Regions from separate parts of the Mus musculus genome. Here all the other regions are linked to region 1. The links are chromatin contacts, called in public ChIA-PET and HiChIP or PLAC-seq maps. All regions are on one chromosome and are shown on one strand. The core of a region is the stretch at or near the end of the contact, and the rest is flanking DNA. Distances in the headings are between cores, read along the strand shown. Region 1 holds the start of Stt3b (STT3, subunit of the oligosaccharyltransferase complex, homolog B (S. cerevisiae)). Region 2 has its middle 47 kb from the start of Gm39448. Region 3 holds the start of Osbpl10 (oxysterol binding protein-like 10).

The links. ChIA-PET counts read pairs in DNA pulled down with a chosen protein or histone mark. HiChIP or PLAC-seq counts read pairs in DNA pulled down with a chosen protein or histone mark.
Region 2: an RNA polymerase II ChIA-PET map of memory CD8 T cells shows a contact between it and region 1, with 207 read pairs. The contact joins the enhancer-like site here to the promoter of Stt3b in region 1. A contact is called at or near these places in 7 of 39 promoter capture datasets (the C10 cell line, the HPC-7 cell line, frontonasal cranial neural crest and 3 more), 1 of 15 datasets of contacts at CTCF or cohesin (CD8 T cells), 33 of 484 Hi-C or Micro-C datasets (B cells, the C10 cell line, CD4 T cells and 19 more), 26 of 115 datasets of contacts at active chromatin or transcription factors (DN3 thymocytes, T-cell acute lymphoblastic leukemia, VIP interneurons and 20 more) and 3 of 9 other capture datasets (adipose tissue, embryonic stem cells and liver).
Region 3: a contact with region 1 is called in an H3K4me3 HiChIP or PLAC-seq map of embryonic stem cells, with 14 read pairs. The contact joins the promoter of Osbpl10 here to the promoter of Stt3b in region 1. A contact is called at or near these places in 1 of 39 promoter capture datasets (the 3T3-L1 cell line), 4 of 484 Hi-C or Micro-C datasets (the N1E-115 cell line and embryonic stem cells) and 6 of 115 datasets of contacts at active chromatin or transcription factors (embryonic forebrain, embryonic hindbrain, embryonic stem cells and 2 more).

Annotation. Positions count from the first base shown.
Region 1 is chr9:115,309,089-115,312,541 of GRCm38.p6, reverse strand. Stt3b (STT3, subunit of the oligosaccharyltransferase complex, homolog B (S. cerevisiae)) reads left to right here and starts at 2,074. Exons shown (of 16, transcript NM_024222.3): 1 at 2,074-2,790. The coding sequence starts at 2,486.
Region 2 is chr9:115,610,165-115,613,718 of GRCm38.p6, reverse strand. No RefSeq gene overlaps it. Among named protein-coding and RNA genes, the nearest start is that of Gm39448, 47 kb to the left of the region's middle. Within about 2 kb of position 1,973, at least 75 of the 459 cell types and tissues checked have an H3K27ac peak or open chromatin away from gene starts, as enhancers often do. A contact at or near this core is called in B cells, CD8 T cells, the CH12 cell line and 16 more, where this site is marked.
Region 3 is chr9:114,977,157-114,980,699 of GRCm38.p6, reverse strand. It overlaps Osbpl10 (oxysterol binding protein-like 10), which reads right to left and starts at 2,215. Exons shown (of 12, transcript NM_148958.3): 1 at 1,736-2,215. The coding sequence starts at 2,022.

The DNA of each region.
Region 1 (3,453 bases), core at 825-3,324:
ATGTTTCTGAACCGTGTTCCGCAGTGTTCTCAGATAAACTCACTTTATATTAAGGAGCCACGCAAGTATGAAGACTTCAGTTTGAATTCCCAGAACCATAAAAGGCTGGCTATGACCGCAGGTGCCTATAATCCCAACGCCCTGAGGCAGTGGTTCTCAACCTTCCTAATGCTGTGACCCTTTAATACAACTCCTTGTGTTGTGGTGACCCCCGATTATAAAAATTATTTCTGTTGCTACATCATAAGTGCCATTTTGCTACTGTCATGAGTCACCATGGAAATACTTTTGGAGATAGAAGTTTGACACAAGGATCAAGACCCACAGGTTGAGACAGGAGGCTAACCTGGTGTGTCAAAAGGACCAACATCTGAGCATGTAATTTGACCTCCACATGCTATGCCTTAGTACATGTATGCCCACTCTCACACACAAAGATGAAGGGATGGTCCCACACAGGTGACTTGTGTTTTATAATTTATTGTTAATTGTTTCTACTCCCCTTCACATGGGGCCTCCCGCGATTAAACAGCCAAGAGGAAGAAGACAGAGAAACTCATCAGGGAACATCTGCAACACCAGAGACACCCAAAATGTCTAAAATGAGAGTCGTCAGATAAATTCTGTTATTTTAGATTAATAGAACATTGGCTCATGAAACATGGGCAAAAATAAACGCTGCCATTTTAATGTGCACTTTTCTGAGAAAGGCCATGTCACCTCTTTGTTCTAAGGGATTGGTTAATATTCCACTATGAATCTCATTAAAATTTACATGTTTAATAAATGTTGGATATTAAAATGGTGGTGAGGAGGTCTATTTATGGAAGCTGTTCATTTTCCCTGATGAGAGTCTATTTATTTTTATAAGGAAACCGGCAAAGTTAATCACCAGGTTGGGAGTGGCTGAGCCTATTAGTTAGGTACATTTGTTCATTTACCTAACCTTTGACAATGAGCAACGGAACATAATTTTATTTTGCAAATTTACAGGACTTAATCTTTACACACATTTTAAAGATTCTGGTGTTCCCTAACAAGATGGACAGTTGTGAATGTACACGAGAAACCAGTGAAATATTAGCCGGCCCTTGTTTCTACATTAACCTCTGTACCTGCCAAGAGGGCTTCTAACACTGCAATGACCCTCCGGATCTTTAGTTCTGACTTTTGTCCTTTTGGGGATGGGCGGAGCTAGTTGTGGAGGAAGGAGAAGGTACAAGCAAACTGCCCCAGACAAGGAAAAGTTCCTACGTTTCAGTTGGCTAGAGTGAAAATTGGGCAATAGCTAATACAGTCCAGGAAAAGTTAATTTGGTGACGGAACGTAGGCAGGTGTAAATAATGAATTCTTGCAGTCAAAAGATTGAGCTGCAAAAAAAAAAAAAAAAAAAAAAAGTCCTGGAGAACACAGCAAAAAGAATGTGACATTTATGTGTGTGTCCGCCTGGCTACATCTTACTGCAGCTCGGACGACATCTGCCCACTCCAAGTTTTCAGAGCAGCAGGGCGGGGACAGAGAATGTAGCGACCCAGCCACTCACTCTGGCACGTTCAGCACAGCGGCTGGACCCACGCGCCTAGGGCCCCGCACCGCGCCTGCGCGCCCCGTCACGTGGCGGGCGCCCCGCGCTGAGCGGGTTAAAAGTCACGGCCGCCGAGCACCCGGCCAAGCCGTGCTCTCTGTTCCTTCGGTCGACTGGGACGTGGGACCTTCTGCTGCTCGAGTCGGAATCCGCGCGGGGAAGCGAGCCGAACCTCCTGGTGCCCTTCCCCAGGGCCCCGAACGGGCTCGCGCGCGAAACCGCGTCTTTCAACTGACAATGAAATCGTAGCCACGGCCGGCGGCGAATAGGCGGGAGGCCGCGAGGCGGAGGGGGTGGAGGGCCATTCAGCCGAAGCCCCGCCCAAGGCCCCGCTCGCGCTCCTATTGGCGCACGCCGCCATTCCGGCCCCGCCCCTTAACGGACCTGTCGCTCTGTGACAGGCGGAGGGGCCAGTTCCTGTTGGGCGAGGGGGCGGAGTCAAAGGTTGCCTGAGCTCCGCCCGGACTCCAGGGGGCTCCTCCCCTTTTGTGCTCCTCGCGGCTGGGCGGGCGGGGGAATGTCATTGCCGCTCCGAGCCGCCGCTCCTCTGGCGCCCTCGTCCCGTCGGCTCTCGCCGCCACCGCCGCCTCCTCAGCCGCACGGGGGACACGGATGGCTAGTGGGGCGCAGGGGCCTTTTGGGTTGAGACCGCGACGGTCGCGGCCACTGTTGAGGCGGAGACTTCGGATCGCTGCCGCCTCCACCACCCCCAGTGTCCCGGCCTCGCGGTGCTGAGGGCGGGAGCGCGCCCAGCTCTTCCTCCGCCTCCGCCTCCTCCTCCTCCTCGTTGTCGTCGCCGTCGCCCTCCTCCTCCTCCTCTGGGTCTCCGCCCAGCACCCCTCGCTCCAGGCGGCGGCGGTGGCCGCGGAGGACGAGCGAGACCCGCCGCCGGGGCACAACATGGCGGAGCCCTCGGCCCCGGAGAGCAAGCACAAGTCGTCCCTCAACTCGTCCCCGTGGAGCGGCCTCATGGCTCTGGGGAACAGCCGCCACGGGCACCATGGGCCCGGAACCCAGAGCGCGTCCAGGGCGGCGGCGCCGAAGCCGGGGCCCCCCGCGGGGCTGTCCGGGGGCTTGTCGCAGCCGGCCGGGTGGCAGTCGTTGCTCTCCTTCACCATCCTCTTCCTGGCCTGGCTGGCCGGCTTCAGCTCGCGCCTCTTCGCCGTCATCCGCTTCGAGAGCATCATCCACGAGTTCGACCCGTGGTGAGTGTGCCCGCCCTTCCCCCGCAGGCAGCCCGCGGTCCCCGTTTGTCTGGAGCCCCTCGGATCCCACCCGGTCTCCCGCGGGCCGGGCCGGGCGCGCCCCCTGCCCGCTTGGCGAAGTTTGCCTGGGAGCGGAGCCTGGGTCCTCGGCCGCCGGGGTGGGCCGGCTCCGCGCGGCGCCTCTTCGCCGCCGCGCCCCGGCTTGCTCCGGGGGCCCCCTTCCCCACGCCCTCTCCGCCGCAGCTTTGCGCCTTGTTGCATTTTATTTCATTTCTCTCCTTCCTGCCATCGGAGCAGCCCCGGGATTGCCTTCTGGCTGCTGGTGGTGACTGGAACCCCTTGTCCGCTCAGCCTCGCAGTTTCATGCTTTCTTTCCGGGAGAGTGGAGTGTTAGAATGTAGGGGGGGAAAATATTATCCCGAAAGCGAGCGCAGTGGTAGCGCCTCGTGTTTTTCCAGCACCAGGTATTTTCCGGAGTGTCTCTTTCCCCCCTAAGGCCCTTAAGTGCTCTCAGCTCGCCACACTATTTGCACAGTTGTATTGCGTTGCTTTTTAGAGCGAGATCGTTTTTCTGTTAGCTGAACTCTCACCCTCGTTGTTGCTACAATATCCGACTGGGTTGCATGAGTTCTTTTATTGGTGTCTGCTGGAAGGTCTGTGGAG
Region 2 (3,554 bases), core at 724-3,223, 300 kb before region 1:
GATCTGGTCCTGCCCACCATACCCAGTCTATCCCACAAGGTATTCTAACAAATCAGAGCTGCTTGCAGTCTCATACTAGGAGACAAGTTGTCCTCCAACTGGCGCCAGATCTTGGACATTTCCTTCTGATATGAGACTTCTGCAGAAATCTTGAATCCTTAGGTCCATTGCCTCGACAGCCTGATAACAAAAACTAGGGGCACAAGTATCTCCTTAGGCTATCTCCACTCCAGTCAGGATGGTCACATGACCAGGCTGATATTTCTGGAGAGTGACGAGCACTCTATCTTGTCTTGTAGTATTGCACCTTCAAGTCACCACCCACTCCCGCTTGGATGCTGGTCTCTCAGACGGTGCTGTCCTATAGTCTTCCTGGCCGACTAAATCTGATTCACACCTATCTTAGTAGGGCCCATGGGCTAAAATAACTTGTGGACATTTATTTCTTTTTGTCTTTGTTCATTAAATACCATCCAATAAATTCTTCTATTTTGGCCGCTGGCCAAGGAAGCCTAAGTGTTTAGATATAAACACTTTTCCTATGGCCCTTTTATAGGGGAGACCTACTAACCTCTGTCACGGCATATCAGACAGGCCTGACCAGGAAACCTGCAGCTATCTAGGCCACTGTAAGGGCGTGGGGGTGGGGAGCTCGTTATCAAGATTGGTTACCTCAGAGTCGTTAGAGTATAGGAGGTTAACAGAACACAGCAAAGAACATAGAGAAGAAGCAGGAGGCAGGACGTGGCCACTACCTGCCCTGGAGGGAGAGGGAATATGGTGTAACTGGCTAATTAAGAAAGGGGAGTGAAGGTTCTTACTCTCTTGACCATAATTTCACACTGGTACTTCTGGCTGAAGTCAACCAGAAAGCTGTTGACCAGGGATGCTAGAGAATGCAGCTTCCTGCAACACAGAGAAACAAAGAAAAGGGCGTGGCCTATCTGTGTTTAGAGCAGATGCAGATGGGCAGATATGGAGATCACCAAAGCCTGCCTTTCAGTTTGAGGAAAGTGTCCACTGTGAGAATCAGTACTATTACCCATATGTGTGCTACTGTGAGCTTCTGCCCTGCCCTTGGGTCCATTTTGGATTGTCTAGGCTAAACATGTGTAAGGAAACAGTCAGATGGATTTCCTTGATGCCGTGACAAAGGCAACTAAAGAAATGAAGGGTTTATTCTGCCCCTGGTCTGAGGTGAGTGAGCTATAGAGCCAGGAGTGTGAGGCAGTGTGTCATATTGTATTGAATCGGAAGCACAGAGATGGGGACACCAGTGCTCAGCTCAGTTTTTCCTTTTAATTCAGTTCAGGGTGCCACTGTATGACATAGTGCCACCCACAGTTAAGAGTAGGCATTTATGCCTCAACTAATCCAATCCAGAAACCCCCTCATAGATAAGATGGAGGATGTCCCATGGTGATCCTAACTCCCACCCTGTTGGCAATGAGGATTAAGAACAGCGCTGCATTAAACTGGCTTAGACCAGAAGTTTTGAGTAAGGACTGAAATGAGATGACACTTGTGACTAATTAAGAAAGGCGAACACATGAGGTAGACCCAGAAAGTTCTACAAGCTCCTTCTCTCCAATGACATCCCCCATGCTGCTTACCACACAGGCCAGAAACATGGCGAGACTATGAGTTTGCTGGGCAAACTCCCATGATGCTTTGGGTCCACGAGGACATTTTTCCTAGAGGTGGGTAAATTGTTAGAAGAATTGCATCTGCCTGCTTCATACAGAGTTTTCTTCCACACCTGTCTGCTGTGCCAACCTCTAAAACCACAAGCGTGACAGCTTAGTTTAAAGAGCTTCCTCTTTTAAATGCCAGCCAATGAAGTCAATGGCGGATGTAATAACATAAAGAACAAAGCCACTATGGAAAACTTTTTGTCCCCTTGAATGTCACATGCTGGCATAAAAAGGTGCAGAGACTGACACGGGCTACTCCCTCAAGACAGCATCCAAACACAGCCTCAAGGACTGGCTGCTTAGAGATTGACCACATCCAGATTCTGCCCAGGTAAACACTGACTCCCAAGCATAAAAGGCTCTCGGAGCCTCTTTGAAGCTTTCTAGGGGCCAGTGTACCTTCTGCCTTCAACCACCTCCTGAATAGGTGTGCCTCTGCCTCTCCTCTTCTTGTAACTTGCCAGGGTTTGGCCGTGACATGGATGAATAAGGCAGTAAATGTGGGATTTGGTCTCACAGCCCAGCCTCCCTCATATTCTGCTCCTCACAGTCTTGTTTCTGTATGAAAGTTGTCAGTTCAGAGAGAGCGAGAACAAGAGGAAGAGGCTCTTCCTACCAAGATGATGTCTTCCTTCCCAGGACAGTCTGTCACAGAGTCCCTAAGGGAATGTTGGGCTAGAGGTTAGCTTCTAAGCAGAATGGTTGATACTAACCTAGAATAACTCCAATGATTGACACAGTTTTAAAAAAAGTATCACCTTTGAATGTACTTAACATTTTGCTTTTAATTGACTTGCATTTTTATTTAAATCCATTTAAGAGAAATCTTATATATATATAACAAATGCAAAATTAATATAATGTTCTAGAACTAGAAGGTAACCAGGAAAACAAAATAAGGTTATCCTGAGCCTCAGAAAGCCGAGAATCAGGGGGTGGGGGTTGGTTGCAAATAGGGAGAGGGCTGGTAAAGATTTACTGTTGCCTGGGTGATGATATTGCTCAACAGGTAAAAGTGCTTGCCTCCAAGTCTGACGACCTATTGTAGCTTGTGGTCTTTTTTTTTTTTTTTTTTGTAGCTTGTGGTCTTATCTACCCCGCTTTATGCTCCTGGGCAGGCTGCACTTCCAGCCACCCACCCAGGGAAACTTTGGATACTCGGATAAAAGACAACACATATTAGCTTATTTTTAATGTGCCTTGCTAGCTCAATGGTTGGACACTTGTTAGCCTCTTGCCTTGTACCTCAGGCCTAATCAAGGAAGCGGCCAGTGGCCACTTATCTGAGATATGACACGGTTGGTTGGCTTTCTCTCCTGAAGCTCCAACATCCCTTCTGTCTCCCTCTTGAACATGGAAAATCTCCCTCTGCTCCCTCCTCTCTCCTAGCCTTTCTGCCCAGCCATTGGCTACTGACTCTTTATTGACTGATCAAAAACCAATTGGGGACAAGGACCTTTAGTGTATAGGCACACAGATCCCCGATTAAGTCAAAGCATCCCAACATCAACCTACAACCTTTGTTCCATCCCCAGCACCCACATGGCAGAAGGGGAAGACATAAGCCCCGCAACCTATCCTCTGACCTCCATATGCTCACCATGATAGGCACCCACATGCATGTGCTCACATGTGTGCACACTTACAACTGAAGACATGTAATAGAAAGGAAATGCTGGTACGAAAATAAAATGGTTTCTCGTAAACACCTGGAAGGATTGAAGGACCAGACTGGGGAGCGGCTGGTAGAGTCTGTGTCCTGTTGCCGTTTCTGATCTCATTGTTGTAACCACAGGAAAAATCTGCTTTGGCTCACAGGAGAGAGCACGTTCCATCACAGCAACAAAGGCACCGAGGACT
Region 3 (3,543 bases), core at 966-3,465, 330 kb after region 1:
CTTTACCTAGGTTAAGTCTGTGACCCTTAGTATTTTGTTGTTGCTGTTGTTTCTCAAACTCTGACTCCAACTGAAACACCACAGCAGGTTTTAAAGCTGGTAAAAAGGACATAACTCCAAATCCCTCCTAAATCCACTACAAAGGGAAAAATCCTTTAATACATGTTGCAGGTAAAATACTATGGCCAGGCAAAGAAGACACCAGTTATCTAGGGCAGCCGCTCTGCTGGCCCCAGAAGCTAGAGAAGAGGCAGTGTCAAGCATGAGCACGCTTTCAAAGTGTCTCTGACAAGGTACCTCGAACTGCCATTCAGAGCCACAACTTTCAAGAAATGAAATCACCCTTAGTCATCTCCTATCTCTCCCCTCCTACAAACTCTACCTCTGTTTTCAGCTTTTAAAAAACCAGGGGTGGGGGGAGGTAAGAGCAGACACCGAAGAAGCTATTTTGAGGAAGACTCCGAAGTTAAAAGCAACTTCACTAACATAGTAACAGATCTCCAAGGAAACCCTGGGTGAGGCTCAGAGTTCTGTATCTAGAACTGCTTGGTTCCCATTACGTCCAAAGTCCTCTTCCTACAGGCACCATCGCACGTCTGTGACAGCCCATGGTTCATCTGGAAACCATCAGAGCATTTCCAAACAGCCTGCGGGAAGAGCTAAGAGGGATCTGGTCCAACCAGCAAAGATAAGCCAGACTCTAGGGTGGGATTCAAATCTCACAAGGACAAACCATTAAGGGTCCCAAATGGTGATCCAGGGATACTGAAGTTCGAGAAGACAATGCTCTCCCCAATGGTGTCTTTGCATGGATGTTTCAACTTTGGTTTGTTTCTCCAAAGACTGGCGACTGGCACACTGGCATACACATACAGACACACACACAACACACATGGGGGGATGAGGGGGGAGAAAGGGAGACAGACAGACAGAGGCCGTTGTGCCTGATCCTTAAGTCCTTCCATACAACAGAAGTCCACACCTCATCACCCCATGTATGCTGAGAACTCCACTCTCTGACATCCCGATCCTTCCAGAAGTCTGTCCATCACTAGACTTGCCAACTTCTTTTTTGGGGCAAGTTCTCCCGATGTGGCTCCGACTAGCCTGGAATTCACTATGTAGCCCAGGCTAGCCCCAAACTCAAGTCCACTGGCCTCATGTCTCTTAAGTGCCTAGCATTACAAGCATCTGCCACCACGCCCAATTCAAGGCTTGGCAACTTTGAGAGGGAAGCAAAGAAACTTCACATGCACCTGAACGGGGAATAATAACAAACTGCGCTGTTAAGCCACCCACTAGGGAAGGGATATGCACACCCTGGGAGCGGGACACTCCAAAGATGACAAGTGACAGGTTCCTTGTTGTATTTCAAACATCGTACTTTAACAGGAACTACGGAGTGGGGAGAACTGTGCTGGACAACGAGTGCCGAATGCTTTCTGCGCCCGGCACCGAGCATTCCCTCTCTGCGGGTCCCTCTCAACCCTTCTTCTTGGGTGTGAGAGACCCTCAGCAGGTAGGACACCGGAACTACCTAGGGCGCACCCGACGCCACTCCAGATTCTGCCAGCTTTCAGCACCCAAGGAAAACCAGGGTTCCTGCCTCCCTCCCGCTGCTGCGGCGCCCGCCAGGGTGCAGGAAGGACGAGGTGTCCAGGCAGTCCCCAGCCGCGGGTGGCGCCACGTTCCACACCCGGGGAGCGCGCGGGGGCGCGAGCGGCGGACTCCTTACCTGCTTTGCCAGCCCTGGAGGAGGTTGGTGTATTTGCTGAGCACGCCCTCGAGCGCCGGCTCCCTCCTTCGGCCGCCTCCTCCGGACGGGCTAGCCGCCACCGAGCCGGGACTGCTGCGGCTGCCCCCGCCGCCCAGTCCCGCGGCCCCAGAGCGGCTGGCCACCCCTCGGCCAGCCAGGGAGCAGGAGGGCGAGGAGCCCGCCGAAGTGGCGCGGCTGCTGCTCCGGCTGCTGCTATTGCTGCCCCCGCCACCGCCGCCGTCTGTGCTCTGGGCCGCCCTCTCCATGATCGCTGCGCGCCCGGGGAGCCGGTGGCCGCCGCGGTGGCAGCCCCGCCGCCGCCTCCTCCTCCTCCTCCGCCGCCGCCGCCGCCGCCGCCGCTGCCGCTACAGCTCCGGGCTCCCGGGCCGCGCGTGGCTGCTCTGATTCCCCGGGAAATGCCTGACTCATACAGGAGGAAGAAGAGGAGGAGGGAAAGAGGGCTGGGAAGGAAGCCAGCCGGGCTAGCTGCAGCTGCGGCCGCCCCTCCTCCCGCCTCGACCAGGGCCCGGCCCCGCCCTCCAGCCACTTCTCGGGCAAGTTCGGGGCTCCAGGTCCCTCCTCCTCCTCCAGCTCCTCGAACCTTGCAGTCGCTCGGAGCCCGGGCTAAGGATGCTCCTGGGGCGGGCCTGGCAGACAGAGTGGGCACGCCCTACATCGGCCCCCTTCACCCTAGCCTTTTGTTGCCCCCTCACTTGGATCCTGACCGGGGAAATCTCCGCACGCCCTTCTCCCCACCCCCAACCCACCTCGAGACCTGGAGGGAGGGACGGTCCTACCCACCCGGTACACCCGGATATGGACCCGCCCGGTCCCTGACACCAGCACGCTCCCTCTCGGTGTGTCGGCGCACAGGAGCCTGGGCCAAGCACGTACACGGTCACCTGAAAATTAGCCTCACTGAGGGAGCCTAGAAACAGGGCAGCAAGGCCCTCGGGGCTCTCCCATGGGTTTGAAAGCGGAAAGGAAGGGGCAGCAGGTGACTCTCCCAGGTGAGCAGGCTGTCAGCTGGGGCCGGTTCCACAAGTCAGAGATCGGATGGATGCACAGCGAATACCAGGCTAGGACTAGGTGCCTTCCAGTGAGCGTTCTCCTGACCTCACACGCTCACTTCACCCTGATCCCAGGGGTGATGGGCACAGACAAACAAGAGTGAGGAGTCACTGCGCTGGATACTGCACACCCGAGAGCCAGAGGGGCCCAAACCAGAGGGCAAATGAGAAGACTCACATACACACACTTCACTGTCCGCCAAGAAACTTCTTTTGCCCACCCACACGCTGGGTTCTTCTCAATCTGTCTTGCTCTTTAGCAAAGGCAGAGAGATATCGGGCTCTCTCCAGCCCACTAGTTATCGTTGTGGATATAAATATTCAATGCAATCTGGTTGTTTCTAAAATTAGAACTCTGAGAAGCTGGGACCTCTCCTTACACACACACATACACACACGATAGATGGATAGATGATAGATAGATAGATAGATAGATAGATAGATAGATAGATAGATAGATTTTTTTTTAATTGCTAGGTAGAGTCCATTCTCACAAGCACAGCCCCCAAGTCCTTTCAGCTTCACACCTGTCTGAAAGTTTTCAGAGGGTTCAGCTCTGGAGACGCCCATGCAGATGCTTCAGAGGTGATGGTAAGAGATGGCCACCACGTAAATAGGAATTCCAGGTGTCCACATATTATGAAAAAGTAAAACAGCCTTGCAAGAAGAAATACGAGAACCACACTGAAGCTGGGTGGGGGGGTCTACTCCTATAAT